Regions from separate parts of the Zea mays genome. Here region 1 is linked to region 2. A link is a contact called in public Hi-C data. All regions are on one chromosome and are shown on one strand. Each heading gives the region's core, a stretch centred on a gene start, on an enhancer-like site or on the middle of the called end of the contact. The rest is flanking DNA. Distances are from core to core; before and after follow the strand shown.

The links. Hi-C and Micro-C count contacts between places; a contact is called where the count stands out from the background.
Region 1: a Hi-C map of leaf shows a contact between it and region 2, with 6 times the contacts expected there. The contact joins the promoter of LOC100273346 here to the promoter of LOC100193141 in region 2. A contact is called at or near these places in 2 of 25 Hi-C or Micro-C datasets (leaf and tassel).

Annotation. Positions count from the first base shown.
Region 1 is chr7:20,918,436-20,924,305 of Zm-B73-REFERENCE-NAM-5.0, reverse strand. It overlaps LOC100273346, which reads right to left and starts at 3,167. Exons shown (of 5, transcript NM_001147787.1): 1 at 2,843-3,167; 2 at 2,015-2,208; 3 at 1,023-1,341. The coding sequence starts at 2,950.
Region 2 is chr7:20,411,608-20,416,732 of Zm-B73-REFERENCE-NAM-5.0, reverse strand. It overlaps LOC100193141, which reads left to right and starts at 1,646. Exons shown (of 7, transcript NM_001138299.1): 1 at 1,646-2,078; 2 at 2,740-2,967; 3 at 3,054-3,175; 4 at 3,642-3,861; 5 at 4,312-4,454. The coding sequence starts at 1,716.

The DNA.
Region 1 (5,870 bases), core at 1,918-4,417, 510 kb before region 2:
AAATGAATTAGTATAAATCAGAGAGAATGTGCAGTCTATTGTGTGAGAATTTGTGATATTCTTAAGTTTGATCCAGTCAAGGTAAATATTTACAGTTTAGTACACACCATAATGATCACATATAAATAAACGAAAAAATTTATGCATCACATACTTCCTCCAATCACAAATATAAGTCCATTAATACATTAAGACAGTCTCAAATATGACACTATTACAAGCAATATCTGTAAAAAAATACATTACCTTAAATGAAAAGAGATATATAAAAGTATTTTTCATAATGAATCTATTAATTTCGATCTTGCATTGCTATTCTATACAAAAATTCACATATTGACCATCAAAGTTAAAGAAAAGTTTGACTTAAGAGAAAGGATATACGGATTCATATTTACAATCAGAGAAAGTAACTAAGATAATATGCTGCTTTTTTATAGCTTCTGTACCAGGGAAATAACTGGAATAGCCAATAAAGTTTTCCCATGTTACTCCACATCAACTGTACTTACAAAATCAGTGAACTATACACAGTTAATTCTCACGAACCTGAGTACTGCATAAACTTCAAATTCCATATGACAGCTGAAAAGGTCCACGTTTTCGAAGCATTCCAAAGGTATAGTTCAAACATGTATTTATCTAATTTTACTTTGATGCAAACGTCTTCATAGAAAAAAGAGCTACTTAGAAAAAGTGAAATTAAGTAGGTCAGTATTTCCAGAATAATTGAATAGATACTTTATACTCTCAACTATCTCGTTGGTACTTCAGTCAAACAAACACATCAGAAAATGTACACTAAAGATTTTGCTATGTGATACAGTGAGCTGATAGCACATTCAGATTCTTAAATTATTTGTCACAGATTGAAGGTAGGTGGTCTAGACAAGACAAATTTATTGAGATAGAAAGAAACACAAAATGGACAGAGGTATTTGGTCATCCTATTCTTTCCCCTAATATGTTAAACATTGAATTTGAATGAAAAGAACAGTGTGCCAGAAACTAGAAGGTAATACCTGATGATTGCATGCATTGTTTCGAACATCCTCGAACAGTGACGAGTAGTAAGAAGGATCATAGATTGAACCCCCTAATATATCATCTGCCATGGAATTCCGTCTAACTGAATCAGATCTAGGGCTCAAGAAACTAGTTCTTGCTTCATGGTTGGTTTCAAAATATGTTGGCGTGGTGAAAGAAGGCCCTAATCTATACATCTGAATCCATAAGAACGAAGACAAAAACCTGACTGAAAACCCAATGATTTGCATCCACAATGCAAGTCTGAGTGAGAAAACAAACAGTTGACCATACTTATCATCAGGATTAATAGTCCTGTATAATTAGAAGACAAAGTTAGAAAACAGACTGACACTAGAAGAATGTTGGCAACTTGGCATGCCTAAAAAGAATTGTACAAGCAAATTTCTCTACACTTGTCCAATAGAACACATATGCACTTCCCAGTCAGGCAGTCACAATAAGTAATGCTTTTGATGTTGATACATGATGCCAAACTCATAGCTAGCCATTAATCGATACTGTAGCAACATTATTAAACTTTGCACAATTAGTGAGATAAATCTATACATAATATTTTGTAAGTATAAACTAAATCTGTTCCTAACTATATGAAAGCAATGGTTAGAATATATGATCACGCACATACTAAAACTTCACTTGATGGAGTACCAAAGAACTCGTGCTCCAAAGTTCTAAGTTTCAAATAATCATAGTAATGACTCTAGTGAGATAATAGAAGTCGAGACCCAAATAGGTAGCCGTTGCATGATAAGTCATTGGCAGATCAATTATTATAGTCTTGAAAAAAAATAATTATGCTATGGTGAAAGATGAATAAATAAACCCACTCAAAAAATCAGTCAATTATAACCATACAAGTATAGAGATTATCACATCCATTTCTAGGTGCCAGATTCACAATGTACCAAATGAAAAAAAAAACTGGGGTAAATAAGCTGAAAGATGGTGGCTGCCGAAGACATACCAGATAGCATGTGAGAAGAGTATAAACCAAGCAACGTCAAGGACGACAGCAAAGAAGAGAAGGACAGCATATGTCCGACCAAGTCTCTGGCTACTGCTCTCAATTGCAACAACAGCAAATAGACCAATCACCAGGTTGATCACAAGAACCCCATTGAACAATGCCCCAAGTGATCCGATCAGTGCACAACCAATCTAAAACAAAAAAAAATGATGAAGCAATTATGAGTATGAATACCACAACTTCGTTAAATTCAAATGGATGAGGTCCATTTCAACATTATAAGAATTGAAGTCACATTATGATCAAGACAACCAAACAAAAAACAAGAACTCAGCGGAGCTAACTATGTAAAACGCTAAACATACCCAAGCATCATCACATTGTAAACCGACCGGTTTCCCTTAACTGTTTCACCAACTTGATAGCTAATTCAACATAATCATGTCTAAGGGATACCTTATGCGTTATCTCTAAACGTAACTGGGAACCTTGAAGCTTCATCCAGAAGCCTACTAGGTCGAAACCCAAGCATCAAGCGATCTCACGCCTAAAAGAGAAAATAAGAGCCCTCTCTGGACTGCATTCAACCAAACTACAATTCCCCGTCGCATTCAACGATTAGAATTACTGATAAAATTGGGGCAGCCAAAATAACGCCCCCTGCGGTAGGAAACACTAGAGCGCGCTCAAACCTGACACCATGACCAGGTTTCACATCACACGCGCTAATAGCAGGAGCGGCAGCGAGCACACGAGCAAAAGTAAGCCGCGGAATGGGCCAGGCCGATCCGGCCAACGGAGGCGACAGGGCAGGGGAATGCGCACCTGGAGGTAGATGAGTACGAGGGCGAGGGACTGGAGCGCGTCGTAGTCGCGGAGGAAGGAGCGCAGCCGTGGGCCGACTCCGAGCAGCGACGGCGGGCAGCAGGGCATCCCGACCCCAGGCGAGCCCGGGCGGGCGGGGGTGCCGGAGCCTGGCGGCCTCTAAACGGTGCGCTCGGGGCAGGGCGGCGAGAAGGAATACGAGAGGGGGGTTCGCCGCAGATTCGCGTCGTGAGGGCGGGGTGGAGGCGGTGGTGGAGAATCTGCCCTCCGGCCTCCGGCGGATGGTTTTCCTGTTATTACTAATCGAGGGAGTTGAGTGTGAACGGTGAAAGGGGCGTGATGTGTGGGCGCTAATCGGGGCTTTTCTCTGATTTGTTGAGGAAGTTATTTTCCTTTTCCTTTTTTTGGTTTCTTTTCCTGATTTGATTTGAGATGTTTATTTACACGGGCACAAAACTTTTGTGAGTTCTCTAATATCCAATTTGGAACACGCAATTGAGAATTGGAAACAAATTTTCTAGTAAATTATATTGTTTGGTTGTATATGGGATTGAAATTTGGAATCGGGGACCAAACAATAACTGAAAGCTTCCTCTCTTAGAACATAGCATCACCCCGCTGTATTGTGTTGAATTATACCGTACAATTCCAAACTTCAATCAAATAACATCCAAACAATAGAAATAAAATTGCATCTCATTTTAATGTCATGACAGAATTGATATTGAGATCAGTTCAATTCCATGCCCTTCAATATTGATATCCAAACAGAGTATAAGGGCTAGTTTGGGACCTCAAATCTTATTTCAATATTGGAGAAAACTGAGGAGAAATGAACTAATTTTACCCTCAATCTCCTCTAATTTCGAAGGAAAATTGAGTTTCCAAACTAGCCTAAGAGCGTCTCCAATAAAGTGACTCAAAATAGTACCCTAAAATTAAAATACTACAACATTCAAAGTGTTTAGAGCACTAAAAACAAATTGCGCTCCAATAGTTAAGTCCTTATTCATTTATTTTTAGAAGTGAATTATATTATTAGTAAAGAAAATATTGAGAATGATGTAGAAAATAAAGATAGGGCACTAGTGTGGGGTGTAGAATAGTCACTTCATCGAGTGCACTATTTTTTGACAAAAATGTAAAATAGGGTTGTCGTGGTTTCGGTAACCGGGGACACAGTAGAATTTGTGTTTGGTGGGGGAGGCTAGTGCAGACTCACTTCGAGTGGTAAAACAAGTGACTCGAGAGGTTTTTATACTGATTCAGGCTCGCGCTCTACGTCTTGTATAGTGTTGATAGTTGTATGCTCTTGAAAACGTGTTACAAAGGGTGCAAGTGTGAGAATGAGAGAGAATGCTCCTACCTCTTCTTTATTGCCTTGTTAACATACAGTCGTGCCCTTTTATAGTTCAAGAGGGCTTACAAAGAGATGGGTGGTCTAAAGTAAAGCGGAGCCTGTTATCTATATGGGTTCTTCTAACGTAGCTTCCCTGATGTCGCCTTCTTACACGTGCATAAGCGCACGATCGATATGGCGGGTTGCTCTTTCACGTCCCGTTTGTGGGCTACCGTAGAGACTTTGTTGTTGAGGCTCTCTGTGTGGAACTCGGTTGGTCCCATGTTGCAGGGTTGGGGAATGTTAACGGCCATACATGATGACACCTCGTACCATTGGTTGAGACTCTCCGAAACTCCCCTAGCGTGTCGTGGTGTCAGTCAGGGTGGTATTTGGGGGCAACGTATCTTATCGTGGCTGGTGTGGGTCAATAGTGTCTACCTCGTTTTTCACGCTAATCGGGTACAAACGTGCGCCTGTTAGACGCGTGACGGGGGTCGTGGAGCTGGGGCCCACAAACGTACTGCCCCGAAGTGGATCTTCACGTTTAAGCCACGCTTAGTTGCTCGGCGGGAGATGGTTGGATCGTCCGCCTCGCAGAGTTGCTCGCGCGGAGATGGTCGGCATGCCCGCCTCGCTCAGTTGCTTGGCAGGAGCTGACCGGCCTACCTGGCTCGCTCAATTGCTCGACGGGGTGCTAGTCGGTTTCATTCTTGTCGCTTCTTGCCTGGATGGAGGCAAGAATAACCAGAACTAAACGTCTAAGTGAACTTAGCTCTTTTGGTTTGCTTCTAGGTTCTATCTTTGACACTTCTTCTCTTTCTAGTGACCTTGTCCTACTGCTTGAGCTTGATCTTGAGCCTTATGACTTACACCACATAACCATATACATAACCTCATTGGTTGTAAGTCATGTACTTAAGTTGTGATCCTCGATGCACCACAACTATTCTTAACTCGATTAACCTTGACTTTGCAATTATTTTTCTTCACCCCTGACTTTAGGTATCACGGTCTCCTTGACCTTCTCCCGGACACTTGGTACCTCGAAGTTTGAAGTTCTTCTTACCTCCATCCTTGGCTTGACCAGTTGTCTCCAAGTTATGCACACCAAGTTCCACATAAGCAATGTTCATGCTTCAACTTAACTTGTGATGTCCATTATCCATAGTCATTTCAGTCTTTGTACCATCACACTTGATCTTCTATGTTGAATTTTATGAGATTTACACTAAACACCTGTTCAACACTTAATATAACTGACAACCCTTTAATTATGTCGTTATCTAAACCACCAAAATCTACAAGGGAGCTTTCATCCGCCATCTGCTTTAGATACACAACATCTGTGAAGCAGCGTGCACCGTGGAGTACTACAAGTCCACGGGCTCCATTTTGTGCATGCTCCTCCATAGTGGGTTCACGTCGACCGCCGCTCACCTCGGTTGGACGCTCCTCCACCACGCCATCCTTTGCGACAGCGCTTGTGCCGTCCAGACCTTGTTGGCGTCTGGTGCAGACTTGGAAGCTATCGTGAAGACGTTCAAGAGCATCAGCTTCAGGCTATTCACCTAGCCACGGCCTCGGCTAGTCGGAGATCCTGCAGATACTGGCTGACAGGTATGGCGGTGGGGAGTAAAGACAACGGGGGACAGGAGGGGCAAGAAGGGAATGCAAAATTCACAAATG
Region 2 (5,125 bases), core at 397-2,896:
TCAGGACATCCTGCTGTCGCGCAAAGATGCGTTCGGTTTCAGGACAACAGCGTTTCAATTTTAAGGCTGTGCTAATCTTTAACTCTGACCAAACAAGGTATCGTTCCATTCTACAACCAAACGCAGTCTACCTCGCCGTCGCGGTGCTGACCGAGTTGGCCGCCATCGTCCTCGCGAACGACACGTGCCGTAGCCCAGCTCCCGTGCCAAGGTTGCGTTCGTCGTCTTCTCCAGCCGTGGCCACCTCTACGAGAGTGCGAGTACGCCGCGAGGAGGACGAGGTGGTGGTCGTCGCCGCCGCGGAGGAGAAGCACAGGCACGATGGCCGCATCGAGCGGGGCCGCAGGCGGCGGAGCACAGCGGCTGCAGTGCGCTCCATCCCCGTCGGCGGGCGCGGCAGTGGCACCCCTCCCGGGAGCACGAGCTACGACAGCTTGAGCCCCGCCCTCCACCGCGCGTGCGAAGTCCTCCATGGCAGACGCCGGCGGCGGAGCGATCCATGGCGCGAGGAGAGAGGAGAGCAAGTTTATTATACGGCATGAGGCAACAGTTAGGGAAATTGATCATTTTTCATCTTATTAAGGCCCTATTTAGGAGAGCTTCACTTCAAAAACTTCAGCTTTGGTTTCCAGTTTTACTATAAAACAGCTCCAGCAAATTGTTAAGGTGAGTTCCAGGAGCGTTTGGTTTGTATATGGACTCCAACTTCTATAGTACAATTGATTTGTGTGGGTTTCCTTGATTACTCTTGATGATTAGTGGGTTGTCGCCAGATAAAACGGAAATTGTATGTTGCGTAACCAGTGGCATGGTGGGTAATTTTCGTACAGCTTCATGAGGAGATATAAAAACAGTGTTTTTGAAGCACCCTCTATGGAGCTTCATGAATTTCATGAAACGGGCCTCTAGTTTCGATTTTTTTTAAAACTAAAGCTCGTGGAGCTGGACCTGTTTGGGTTGAAGAAGTTCGAACAAAATTGAAATTCTTGAAGTGAAGCTCTCCCAAACAGAACCTAAACAACAAAATGCATTTTAGCGTTTAGACCGAGTTTGATAATGGCACTGAACTGGATTGGTATAATTCTAAATTTTGTTTGTGGAACGATGGTTAAAAATGGCATAGTGGCGAAACCTAATTTTATGATGGCATTTGGGCGAAGCCCGTATTTGATAATGGCGAATGGGCAAATAACTATAGATGGTCAATAAGCACGAGGTATGCGAGCCCGACACGAAGTCCGCTATTTGGGCCCGATTTGAGCCCGACACGGCTCAGTTATATAGGGTCTGGGCTGGCCCGGCACGAATAAGCGGACCAGGCTCGGACAGGAAACTAGATACGGTAGGCTAGTCCGGCATGACCTGTTTACCTCTAAGCCCGCTTTTTTGCACTAAAACGTACTTATCGGCCCGCTTTCGCCCCGTTTTTTCGTGCTCGACCCGTTTAGACCCGCTGTGGGCCGGACTCGGACAAGAAATCGAGCTCGCGGACTTAGACGGTCTGGCCCATTTTCCCAACCGTGTCTAGCGAGCCTGGCTTCATCGGGCCCGGGCCTGGACCGGGCCTGGCCGGGCGGCCCGTTTGGCTATGTCTACAAATAACTCCCTTGCCCTCCTCTCTTTCTTCCTCCCCGCTCCCCACCCCCTCAAACCCGAAAGGAACCCTAATCCTAGCCGCACGCGGGAGGCAGCTAAGAGAGCTTGAAGCACCAGCCATGGCGGACCACGACCTCACGGCGCTGATGGCGGCGCAGCTGGACCGGCACCTGGTCTTCCCGCTGCTGGAGTTCCTCCAGGAGCGGCAGCTCTACTCGAGGCCGGAGATCCTGGAGGCCAAGATCCGCCTCCTCAGCGGCACCAACATGGTCGACTACGCCATGGACATCCACAAGTCCCTCCACGGCACCGATGACGTTCCCGAGGACATGGTCAAGCGCCGCTCCGAGGTCGTCTCCAGGCTCAGGTCGCTCGACGAGGCCGCAGCCCCGCTCGTCGCCTTCCTCCAGAACCCGCAGCTCGTGCAGGAGCTCAGGCCCGACAAACAGTACAACATCCACATGCTCCAGGAGAGATACCAGGTCTGCTTCTGCCTTGTTTTTGTTAAAGATATATATATGCGTGCTTTATTTAGTTAGGTTGGTGGAATTCCGTGTTTTGGAGCGTTTTCAGACGTTGTTACGAAGCTATGGATTTGTGTGTCACTAAAAATCCTGAAACGGATTTGCTCATATAGTGAATCGATCTTACCGTTGCTAAATGTGGTTACATATATCATTATCATACAAGTGATTTGGTCCTAGTTCTGCAGTATGTTGTCATGTTGTGAGGAATCTTGAATTGGCTGACTGCTGACTTTAGCTCCCACATTAAGGATCACATAAGTACATTGTGAGATATGCTTTATTTGGTACTATGCATAATTCAGTATGTTATATGTATTCTAGCAGGTGTCCTAAAATCTAGACATGTAATTCTTCCTAGGATCGTAGTTGATTTCCTTGTATCGTATAGTCCAAAAAGTGCTTTCAAATTGAGCCTAGTTGAAGTCTATGTTCTTTCAACTCTGCAGTAAGGGACAATTCAGAGTCAGAGTTTTTGCCGCTGGAGCACTGTCGAGAAAGCACAGTGCACATTAACTAAGATCAAAATTCAGATGGAATGTTGAAGCTGTGCACTTTTATTGTTATAGCCTCTTCTGTGCTAAATGCTAACGAACTAAATCCTTGTTTAACAATGCAGATTGGTCCTGACCAGATTGAAGCTCTGTATCAGTATGCCAAATTTCAGTTTGAGTGTGGTAACTACTCCTGGGCTGCTGAGTACCTGTACCAGTATCGTGCTTTGTGCACAGATACTGAGCGAAGTGTGAGTGCCCTCTGGGGAAAGCTAGCAGCAGAAATCCTAATGCAGAACTGGGATGTGGCTTTGGAGGAATTCAACCGCTTGAAGGAAATAATTGATTCAAAGGTTCTACCATCAATGTTTCGTAGTGTGTTCTTTGCTCTTTGTATATGTTATATTAGTAACCTTGTTCCTTCCTTATCTTTTGGCAGAACTTCTCATCACCTCTGAATCAGCTCCAGAACAGGATATGGCTGATGCATTGGGCTCTGTTCATCTTCTTTAACCATGAAAATGGTAGAAATGGGATCATTGATCTGTTCTTCCAGGACAGGTTTGTCTGTTAAAATCTCAAGACTCGTCGTATGCTGACATAAAATTATGATTTGTGATTTGTAGCATTCTGGCAATAGTAGTTTAGGAAGCAACAACTTATTATCAACAGTTCTCAAGATATTAAAATATACTTCCACATTTCCTTATTTTTGTTTAGATGCACATTGATATTTCGATTCAATAATTAGTGAATAGTGAATGCTTTATTTCAGTTGGAGTTCTTCCTCATAAATGTATTAGGTGGTATACATGGAAGTCTAAAACTACACTGTTTTCCACTAGTAGGTTTTTATAATCGTTTCTTTCTCCAGAAAAAAAAAACTGAGTTTGATTCAGATTCAATTTTTTTATAACTGTAATCCAGTATGATGTCACTACTATTTTTTGTCTTTGAATTGATGTTTAATGTTATAAATGTTCAGAATATACCAGTAAATTTGCATACTCATTTGTTTCCCTTGCAGGTACTTGAATGCTATACAGACAAATGCTCACCATCTTCTGAGATACCTAGCTACTGCAGTTGTTGTTAACAAAAGGAGAAGGAATATGCTTAAAGAGTTGATTAAGGTCATTCAGCAGGAGCAGCATAGCTACAAGGATCCCATAACTGAGTTTCTGCAATGCTTATATGTCAACTATGATTTTGATGGTGCTCAACAGAAACTCGTGGAGTGTGAGCAGGTAACTTCGAGGCTGCTTTCTGCAATCTTCAAGGCCTGAAATTTGTTAAACTTCCCACGTGTGTGCTTCTTGAAATATGGAAAACCTTGAACGGCGAAGTTTTTTTTCAAAATGTACCTTATGTAAAATGATCCTTAACCATCAATTGTTTAAATGTTGCCCAGTAAAATGGTTTATTCTTGATGATCCAAAGTTTACCTATTTTTTGGATGTGTCATATGCATCAGGGATGTCATCCTGCGGAATCTGTATAATAATAGCCTATTTATAGGGAAGCTTAAATGAGCTAAGGGTTTTAGGTCTCACAACATGCTTGAATCTAATTCCGCATTGGACTTTGCTGTGACAATAGCATTATCCTCCATTCCTCCCAAAAATCAGCAATAATAATTGTTATATGCTATAAAGTTGTTAATGTACATTATCATGTTCTAATGTCTACTTTTCTAGGTTATACTGAATGATCCTTTCCTGGGCAAGCGCGTTGAAGAGGGAAATTTTGTCACTGTTCCTTTGAGAGCTGAGTTCCTTGAAAATGCCCGACTGTTTATTTTCGAGACATACTGCCGTATCCATCGGTGCATTGATATCAGGTGGGTGTTTATGACTCTACGCACTGCAATGGGTGGAAATTTTTCTCTTTCTGCAACAATTTAGTGGATGACATGTTTTTTGTCACTACTCCCTCCAGGTCCAAGTTATAAGTCTTTTAGGACAAGAGATGGTCTTCAAAATATAACTTTGACCATTTTTTTTGGGAAATTTGGATCCATACCATTAAAAGATCACCACTTTGGATCCATACCATTACTATCTCACTTACATGTGGGTCCACATGAGTCAATGACATGTGGGGTCCATGGTATATATCTAAAGTTTGGATCTTTTAATGGTATAGATCCAATTGTTCCATTTTTTTTGTTAAAATACAAATGAACTCTTAATATATTTATACTTTTGTAAAAGTATTTTTAAGACAAATCGGTGCATATGACTATTAGGTTTCAAAATTAAATAACAAAACGGTTATTTGTAGCTAAAGTTTTATAAGTTTGACTCAAACCTTGTCCAGAACTATCTATAATTTGGACCTAGAGGGAGTAATTTGCTTTCCAGTTCTAAACTGTTTGTCAATTTTACCTATTCTGTTCCTACTTTCTGTATCATATAGGTAGATGATTCAGGTCTGTTGACCACAATAATGTAAATATGTAATGTCCTATGTGTTATAAGTAATTCACATTGTGTTTTGGCTGCACAATTT